Linked DNA regions of Sus scrofa: regions 1 and 2 are each linked to region 3. The links are chromatin contacts, called in public Hi-C and promoter capture Hi-C maps. All regions are on one chromosome and are shown on one strand. The core of a region is the stretch at or near the end of the contact, and the rest is flanking DNA. Distances in the headings are between cores, read along the strand shown. Region 1 holds the start of DNAJC14 (DnaJ heat shock protein family (Hsp40) member C14). Region 2 holds the start of PYM1 (partner of Y14 and mago). Region 3 holds the start of PA2G4 (proliferation-associated protein 2G4).

The links. Promoter capture Hi-C pulls out the DNA fragments that hold promoters and counts their contacts. A called contact is a pair of places that touch in the nucleus more often than the background predicts.
Region 1: a contact with region 3 is called in a promoter capture Hi-C map of fetal liver, with 2.1 times the contacts expected there. The contact joins the promoter of DNAJC14 here to the promoter of PA2G4 in region 3. A contact is called at or near these places in 1 of 5 promoter capture datasets (fetal liver), 2 of 47 Hi-C or Micro-C datasets (blood and heart right ventricle) and 1 of 2 datasets of contacts at active chromatin or transcription factors (alveolar macrophages).
Region 2: a Hi-C map of liver shows a contact between it and region 3, with 4 times the contacts expected there. The contact joins the promoter of PYM1 here to the promoter of PA2G4 in region 3. A contact is called at or near these places in 4 of 47 Hi-C or Micro-C datasets (blood, heart right ventricle, liver and 1 more) and 1 of 2 datasets of contacts at active chromatin or transcription factors (alveolar macrophages).

What each region holds. Positions count from the first base shown.
Region 1 is chr5:21,271,817-21,274,516 of Sscrofa11.1, forward strand. It overlaps DNAJC14 (DnaJ heat shock protein family (Hsp40) member C14), which reads right to left and starts at 1,419. Exons shown (of 8, transcript NM_001185066.1): 1 at 1,291-1,419; 2 at 177-886; 3 at 1-174. The coding sequence starts at 830. It overlaps LOC100523964 (transmembrane protein 198-like), which reads left to right and starts at 1,591. Exons shown (of 4, transcript XM_021091778.1): 1 at 1,591-2,700.
Region 2 is chr5:21,327,908-21,330,607 of Sscrofa11.1, forward strand. PYM1 (partner of Y14 and mago) reads right to left here and starts at 1,422. Exons shown (of 4, transcript XM_005663885.3): 1 at 1,011-1,422; 2 at 593-723. The coding sequence starts at 671.
Region 3 is chr5:21,494,585-21,497,284 of Sscrofa11.1, forward strand. PA2G4 (proliferation-associated protein 2G4) reads left to right here and starts at 1,413. Exons shown (of 14, transcript XM_013988304.2): 1 at 1,413-1,695. The coding sequence starts at 1,608. ERBB3 (receptor tyrosine-protein kinase erbB-3) reads left to right here. Exons shown (of 28, transcript XM_021091799.1): 28 at 1-456.

The DNA.
Region 1 (2,700 bases), core at 169-2,668, 220 kb before region 3:
TGCATAGATGAGATGGCCACAAGTTTCCACGTACTCCCCCACTAATACCAGCAGTTCGATCAGCCACCAGAAGCCTGCCTGTCCAAGCTGACACAGTTCCTCTGCTCCCCACAATCCCAGTCCTCTGCGCTTATCTGCCTGACTCCGTTTCCGACCAAGCCGATGTCGACCAGGGACCTAGGATCTCTGCGTCCACCCTCCCGAGTATCCTCCTTGGCTGGAATGCGGTGCCGCTGTCTCCTCGGTGGAGGTTTCTTTCCACTGGGCACACGTGAAAAATCATTGGGGAACTTAAGAGGTTCCTCATCATCATATTCCTCTTCCAACTCTTCATCTTCCCCCAAAGCTGGAGTGGTACAATGGTGGCAAAAGTTGCTAGAAGAGCTATCTCCTCCCTGAGAATAAGGCCCTTCAGGAATTCCAGGGATTCCCTGGCAGTCACAAGCAGATGGAATGGAAAGAAAGGAAGGGTTCCCATCCTCCTGGTACCCAGCCTCATTCTCTTTTGAGAGTTCCTGGTCCACTCCTGACTCTTCTTCTGAAGATGCCTCACTCTGATCAGGGTCCTCTCCATTCCTAGGGGGTCCTGGACCCCTTGGGGGGCCATGGCTTGGATCCGACCAGTGAGCTGGATTTGGGGGCTGTGTGTACTTAGGACTAGAGTGCTCTGTGAGGCAGCGGGCACCATTAGGAGCAGGCCCGGCTGAGTCCCTGAGTCCTGAGAATGAAAGTATTTCAGGGTCCACAGAGGGTCCTAGAGTCCTGAGGGAGGCACCACCACTGTGGTGGGCTCCACACAACCCTCTTTCTCCGGGGTGCTTCTGGGCCATGACCCCGGGGCTTCCTGAGGATATTAGGTCACAGCCATCATGGTAAATTCTGATACCTGTAACAGAGGTATCAAGGTGGAGATGATCAAGGATAGGTCCAAGAAAGAGGTTAGATAATCTTAAATTAGGGATACATTGAATGCACCGAGTTCTTCTGGCGCATTCATTACCCCAGCAATAAAGCCAATACGACAACCTGCTCCCTCCCCCCACCCCCCTTACTTTTCTCTTTCACCAGAAAGCTATAACCATGAATCCAGGGAAAAGGGAGGTACCGTAAAGGGTGCGATCCTGGGGGTCACTCTTGGTTAAAAAGTAAGGACTGGAAAGGGGACCACAAGCTGCCAGAAAAGGGTGGGGACCGAGCGGCCCTTAAGGAAAATCTAGGGCGGAGTCTGGGTTTGTCCCAGAGAGAGACAACCCTCGAACCCTCAGGGCTAGGTGGACGAAGGTAACGTACCTAAGAGCGGCGGTAACTCCTCCCCCTCGAGCAGCTGGGCCTAGGGCCAGGGGGAGCTACGAGAGCAGCTCCCCCGGCTCCGCCTCCCGCTCACGCTCTGCTTCCGCCTTCCGTGCCCGCCGCTGCCGCCGACCTGCGCTTACTTCCACTTCCGGGGTCACCAGGGAAGACACGGGAAGGAGAAGTAAAAGCGGTTGGCGGAGGCGCGAGCCTGTTCGGTAAAGCGCCGAGTCCAATCGGAAGAGGCGGCCTTGAGGAAGCGCTGGTCCCGCCCCTTAAAGGTCCCTCTCCTTCCTCCCTCCGCGTGCTGAAGTGGAATTCGCGAAGGTTGCACCCTTGGAAGCGAAGCAAGTGGACGCTGCAGCAGTGCCTGTGGAGTGGTTGCAGAGTCTCAGGGTCCCTCTGGCAGTATTTTTGGACTTTGCCAAAACCAGGGGTTAGAGGAAAGCCACCGAGCCAGTCTGTTTCCCTTGCAGACAAAACCCGGGAGCATAGGGGAGCCACCGTTCTGATCACTTCCCTGCTGGCTGTAACGAGGTCAGAGGCCCTTTAGTATCGTGCAGAGGTAGAATGGAGGGAAGGACGCCCCAGGCCTGACCCCACCCTGGCCCTCCTACACTGCTCCTTCTTTCCCAGCAACCCACGGTCTCCGCAGCGCCTGACCCAGCTGGCGAACTGCCCGGTACAACTGTAGCTCCCACGGCCCGGATCCGCCCCTCTGGGTAGAACTCTCAGGCCTCGTCACGAAGTTGGGCCAGAGGAATGGGAGCGTAGCTTCGCTAGGCTCTGGACCCGAGCGGAATGCCAAAAAACACTGGATTCATCTGCTTGCTGCTTTGCATCTCGTTTGCATACCAAGCTGTCTGTCGACGTCGACACGCTTCCCCGCCCCCACGCAGACCCGGCTTGGCTCCCTTCTCTGTGCGTCCCCTCCTCTCCACACGCCTCTCTCCGTTAGTCCCCCTTCCAGACTCCGTCTTGCTCCGCAAGTTTTTCTACCCATGAACCCCTCGCCGGCAACCCCAGACCAGTAAGAGCCCCTTCCCCCGATCCTGGATCCCGGGTCCCGGGTCCCGAAAACCAAGTTCTCCAGAAAACAATACTCCAATTCTCTGGGAAGTGGAAGAAACCAAGCCGGAGTAGGGGGGCGCTGGGACACCAGTAGAGGGTTTGAGAGCTTCGAGTTGTTGAGTCAGCGCTGAAGTATTCAGAGACCTTTTCTCAAACCTCTTGCGTTTCTCCAAGACCCTTCCTTCCTACGGTTGCGGGGTCTGTGGTCCCAGCCTACATCAATAGGCAAACTGGGTCCCCCCACACAAAACGAAAAGAGTTGGAGGGGCCCGCCCTGTGATGTCAGCCCCCCCAACACACACACACCCTGTCCCCTTCCTCCAACCCCCAAACTGGTTG
Region 2 (2,700 bases), core at 172-2,671, 170 kb before region 3:
AAGCAGGAATTGGAGGGAACTGAGAGTGGAGGAGCCCCCCCAAGGCTGAAGAACCCAAAGCAGATATAGAGACTCCAACTGCTGGAGAAAAGCTAAGGGTCCACGAGGGTCCCGGAGCAAAGACCAGCACTGAAGGACCCCTGGGTTTGGGTGACCGGAAGCGGAGACCCCCAAACACGAGACCAGAAGGGGGCGCAGGTGACACCCCGTAGGAGAGAATGAATGGGGAAGGCGGTCCGGAGGGCGGGGCAAAGGAGGGGCCCCGGGATGGGCGGGGCACAGACCCCTTTCCAAGTCCGAACCCCTGCCCCGAGAGCCCGGGGAGAAGCGGCTCCGCGTCTCCCGCACTCACCGCCGGTCTCGTCAGTTACATAGGGAGTCGCCATCTTGAAAACGCAAACCACTTCCGGCGTGAGCGGGCTGGGGTCCCGCCCCCCTCCCCACCGGAAGTGGAGTGGATCGCAGCAAGCCACCATTTTAGTCTTAAAGGGAGAGTACACCATTTCATAGACTGAAGCGGAGGAGGAGGAAGCGAGTAGAAGCGGAAGACTTTAATCTAAGAGCCCGTGGGCTCTTTTACTGCCACTGATACCGTTAAGTGAGCGCCTGCTGCGTATATAGCAGTTCTCTGGATGCCGAGAAAAGTTCCGAGGCACAGCTCCTCTCCTCATAGACACTCTTCGTCCGTCTAGGACCTGCGAGAGAAAAGGGGGCAAGGCCCACCTGCACCCAGGAAGGGAGGAGGGGCTAATAAGTGAGAAAAGGAAGAATATTCAGGCCCGAGCCTGAACCCAGGTCCCAGAGCATCTGGGGGACCTGGGGCGGGGCAGCGTAGCTCTGGGAACGCACTGGGGCGCTCCATGTTGGGGGCGAAGACCCCAACTGACCCTCTCTTAGAAGGTGGGGAGGTCGAAAGCGCGTGCTAATTGCCCTTGGCCGCTCAGCTCGACCCTTCGAACCGAGAACCGCGAGAGGGGCGTGCAATGCGGAGGACGCTGCCGGTCAGTCACCTGTCCCCGCAGCCTCAGAGTTGCCCGCGGCTTCTACGGCTTTGGAGGCGGCGGGCCAGGCTGGGCGGGCAGCCCTGGCCTGGCTCTGCCCCTGGAGCGGTCCCGGAGACTCGGGCGACGAAGTGACTACGGCCCCAGTTTGCTCCGGCCTTCGACTCGGGACCCTTCTCGGGCTTGGCCCCAGGGTCAGGAGGGCAAGGTGAAGGCTTCTGGGCGGACCCAGTTAGTATTCTAATTAACCTCGTCCGAGGCACTGTGACTGGGGATCCAAAGCAGGGCAATGCGCCAATAATCTGGGCCATGCGGTCACTCCCTCTGCAGCCCTGCCCTGCCCCGTGCCTCCCAATTCTTTAGACAACCCAAAGGTTCTCCCTCCCCCTCTCTTTTCGGCAAATCTCGTTCCTTCTGGGCTAAGTCCTGCTGAACTCGTTTCCCTGCAGCTTGGGAGGGGCCGGCTACAGGTTCCTCTCCTCAGGTGTCTGCCCTGCCCCCTTCTCCCCTCATGTTGCTTTTTCCTTATTCACTCGTTTATCTTCCTCCAAATCCCCCACTTTGGTTTAGGTTGATATCCAACAGAAGGACTTACTGGCCACCTCTTACACCAGTCTGCATTTCCCACTTAAAGAACAACAACAACAAATCCTAAGAGCAGTGGCTGACCAGGAACTTGCTACAGCTTTGAAATGAAACTTGAGAAGTTTTCTAGGGTCACAGCTTGCCTTCCCTCCCATACTTCACCTTCCCGAGTCCCACCAGAGATCCAATTCAGAAGATCTCAGGAGTTCCCGTCGTGGCGCAGTGGTTAACGAATCCGACTAGGAACCATGAGGTTGCAGGTTCGGTCCCTGCCCTTGCTCAGTGGGTTAACGATTCGGCGTTGCCGTGAGCTGTGGTGTAGGTTGCAGACGCGGCTCGGATCCTGCGTTGCTGTGGCTCTGGCGTAGGCCGGTGGCTAGAGCTCCGATTCAACCCCTAGCCTGGGAACCTCCATATGCTGCGGGAGCGGCCCAAGAAATAGCAACAACAACAAAAGACAAAAAAAAAAAAAAAAAAAAAGATCTCAAAAAGACTCATTTAAAAACTGACTTGCATTCAATACAAAGTCATTGCAAGTGTTCTAACACTGCCATCTTTAACCCCTGCTCTTTCAACAAATGTGCTTCATCCCTGCTGGGTTTAGTATCCTGTCCGTAGCCCTGTTACTAATGATTAAAGGTAGGAGTAAGATGAAGCTTGTAAAAACTAGTGGGATGCATTGGTCCTTACTGTACTGAGAAGTTCTGGTACTAGTACTAGTGGGCTAATCTATGGACCTTTCTGCAAGAAGCAGTCCTAAAGTGGCTCCTGTTGACCACCCAATCCTAGGCCCCCTATATGCCCTCAGTCATCCTGCCTCAGTTCTGGGGTTGACAGGAAATGAAACTCAGTTGTCTGCCTAGTAGACCTGCCTGGGACCCAACCCTGAACTCCGGATGTGCCCCCCCACACACACCACCCTGAGGAGGAAGAGGGGAACGAAGAGGCTGGGGAGAACAAGGCTGTTGTTTTTTCCTTTCCCTTTGTTCATTGTGGTTTCTTTCTTTCTGATTTTTATGATGTGGTTGATTAAAGAAATGAGCACCTGGAACTGTAGGCATTAGACGCCTCCTCCTTAGATGTTTCTTGGCCTTTCTTCCTCCCACCCCAACCA
Region 3 (2,700 bases), core at 163-2,662:
TTCAAAATTTTCCAATGCACCATGCTCTTAGTGTAAGGTGTCAAAGAAAACTGATGAAAGTCAGAGCACTAGTAAGAGGTATTGTCTTCTTGTGTTTGCACTGAATCAAGTCTAACCCCAATATCCACAGCCTCCTCCTACACCTGGACTGCTCATCTCAGCAAGTGGGAGTAAGGGGGTGGACAGAAGGAAAAATAACTGGACATCTCTGTGTAAACCGTAATCTTCGTGTGCTACATATGATATCTGCCTAAGGGACAGACTCAGACGGTCCCCAGAGCCATTTTTTAGGAGCAGTTCTCATTCAGTAGTGGGAAGCTTCCAGTGGAGATGAAAAAGAGGACCCGGCTTCAGACCTCAGTTCCTTTGAATGGGAAACTGGGAGTATCTGTTTTTATCCCTCAAGTTTTTGTTTTGTTTTTATACATGTCTGAATAAAGATGCCAAGGTTTTGCAGCTTCTTGTCTAACGACAAACTTTAGTGAGTGGACAGATCAGCCCTTTTCTCCGTTCCACAGCAGAGAATGGCTACCATGGCATGCTTCCTTCTCTGTCTCCCCACAGTCCTACTTGGCCCCCTGTAGCTTTCTCCAGCCCCACTTTCCTTATAGTCTCTTTAGACAAGCAAAGGGTACAGTCCTTTTCATTTAAGCGTTTTACTAGGAATCTGTATAGGGCAACCGACTAACTGGGAGTAACAAAACAACCAAACAAAACACGTTTGGGGCAGTTAGAAAAGGCCCCAAGAGGTAGAATACTGAAACTCTCAAACGTTTCACAACTTTAAAAAAAAGTGTCCGTCTTAGGTGCCATCAAAGCCTGTTGTTGGAACAATAGTGCCATCTTCAGAGGGAGCCGGCCTCTAGACTTGGAAGGCTGTACATGGATAATCCCACAGAAATCTGGTGCCCAGTTAGTCCCTGCTCCACGCACTCCGGGTCTCCTTCCACACTCGCTCTGCCCCTCCCAGCACCTGAGGACGATCGGACTGGCCAGGCCGGTCCGCCTGCCGCTCCAGGGATCCGAGGAAGGGCGTACCCAGCCTCCCCGCCCTTGATACAATCACCCCCACTCGTCTCTGCTCCACCCTGCCCCGCAGCCTCCAAACCCACGTCCCCGCCGTAGCTCCGCCCCCTTCTCCCTTAGCCCGCCTCCCTCTATTACGGGTTCTCGCTCAGCGCTCCTGGTGGATATGGTTTTTCCGGGAGAGACCACGCTTCCCCTCATGCTCTCCAACGGCTCCGCCTTCCCGCCGGAGCCTGACCCTTCCCAGCGTGCTTGGCGATTCCGGCGTGCGAGGCCCTCGGAGGGCAAGGCCCCAGGGCCTGGCTTAGGGGCGCGAAAGGCAGGCTGGGAATTGTAGTTCGCGAGTCCGCGAGGGCAGCTAGAGGCTGGCGGCGGGAGGGACTCGTTGTCCCAGCATGCCCTGCGCATCAGCCCGCGCGCTCGCAGTTTCTCGCTCTCGCCCGCCCGCTCCCTAGCTTGCTCGCGCTTTTGCTCGCGCTCTCCTCGCGGATCGAAGGGGCTCTGGCCACAGCCTGTGGTTGGGAAGGGCGACAGAGGCAGCGGCTCAGGAGAAACGAGGCTGCGGTGGTGGTGGTGGGAAGATGTCGGGCGAGGACGAGCAACAGGAGCAGACTATCGCCGAGGACCTGGTCGTGACCAAGTATAAGATGGGGGGCGACATCGCCAACCGTGAGTGCGGCCTCGGGGGTCCGGAGATCGAGGCTGGGAGGGAGAGGCAAGGGGGACGGTGCTTGACGAGCCGGTGAGGGGCTGGAGCGGTGGGGTCATGCAGAGTGGGCTAGTGAGGGCCCCCCGCGGGTCTGCTGGGTTTGGCGTGGTGGGAAGGCTCGTTATCGCGTTTGGGACCTGAGCGGCTAGGCCTGGGCTGGAGTCTGTGAAGATGCAGGCGGGTGGCAGGGAAGAGCGCAGAGCGGGGCCCCGGCTGGCTCCGACCCTAGGCCCTTGGTAAGGAGGCAGGGCGTATGTCCTGCTCTTCATCCTTCTGTCTGGATCTCTGCCTCTGATTTTGGCAGCAGGGAGGCCACCTCGGAAACGAAACGCTCCTCTATTTTGTCGCTGCTCCCCGCCGTCAGGAGCCTAGCCGGCACGTGTTGCCGGGTCCCCAGCGGATCGCCGGCTCCCTTCCTCCGCTACAGTCCCTGACACTAGCTTCCCTACCACGTGCTTTGCTGTAGTCTTTCGTTCTTTACTTCAGCTCCCTCCCTGGAGGGGGCCGCCTTCTACTCTTGGGCCAGCTCAGGGACCGTTGGAGGGTACCCCTGGAGAACCCCTAACATAACTCTTGGAGACGTATCTGGTTGTTCTTGAAGTTATCATCTCCAATCTGCGCAGATAGCTTTAGTTAGTTGTCAAATTTGATTGCTCTCAGGGGTTTGACAGCTCTAGGAGTGTTTTGAGGTTCTTTTCACCCCAACCAGGCAAACCTGTGTAGAGCACTGGTAAAGGGGAGACTGACTTTATAGGATCTCGGAAGTTATCCTTATGGGGGCTCGCTCAGACTTCTCAGCAGCTGCCTGCCACTCTAGGCAGATGTCTCACTTTCTCTTTTCTCTCTTTGCGATTTAAAACCCAGTTAGGGGACAGAAGATGCTTGTCTTTGGGCTTTTAAATGGTTTTGACAGTAAAGATAGGTATTTAGGATGCCTTTGATCCTATGGCTAAAAACCTGAGTTT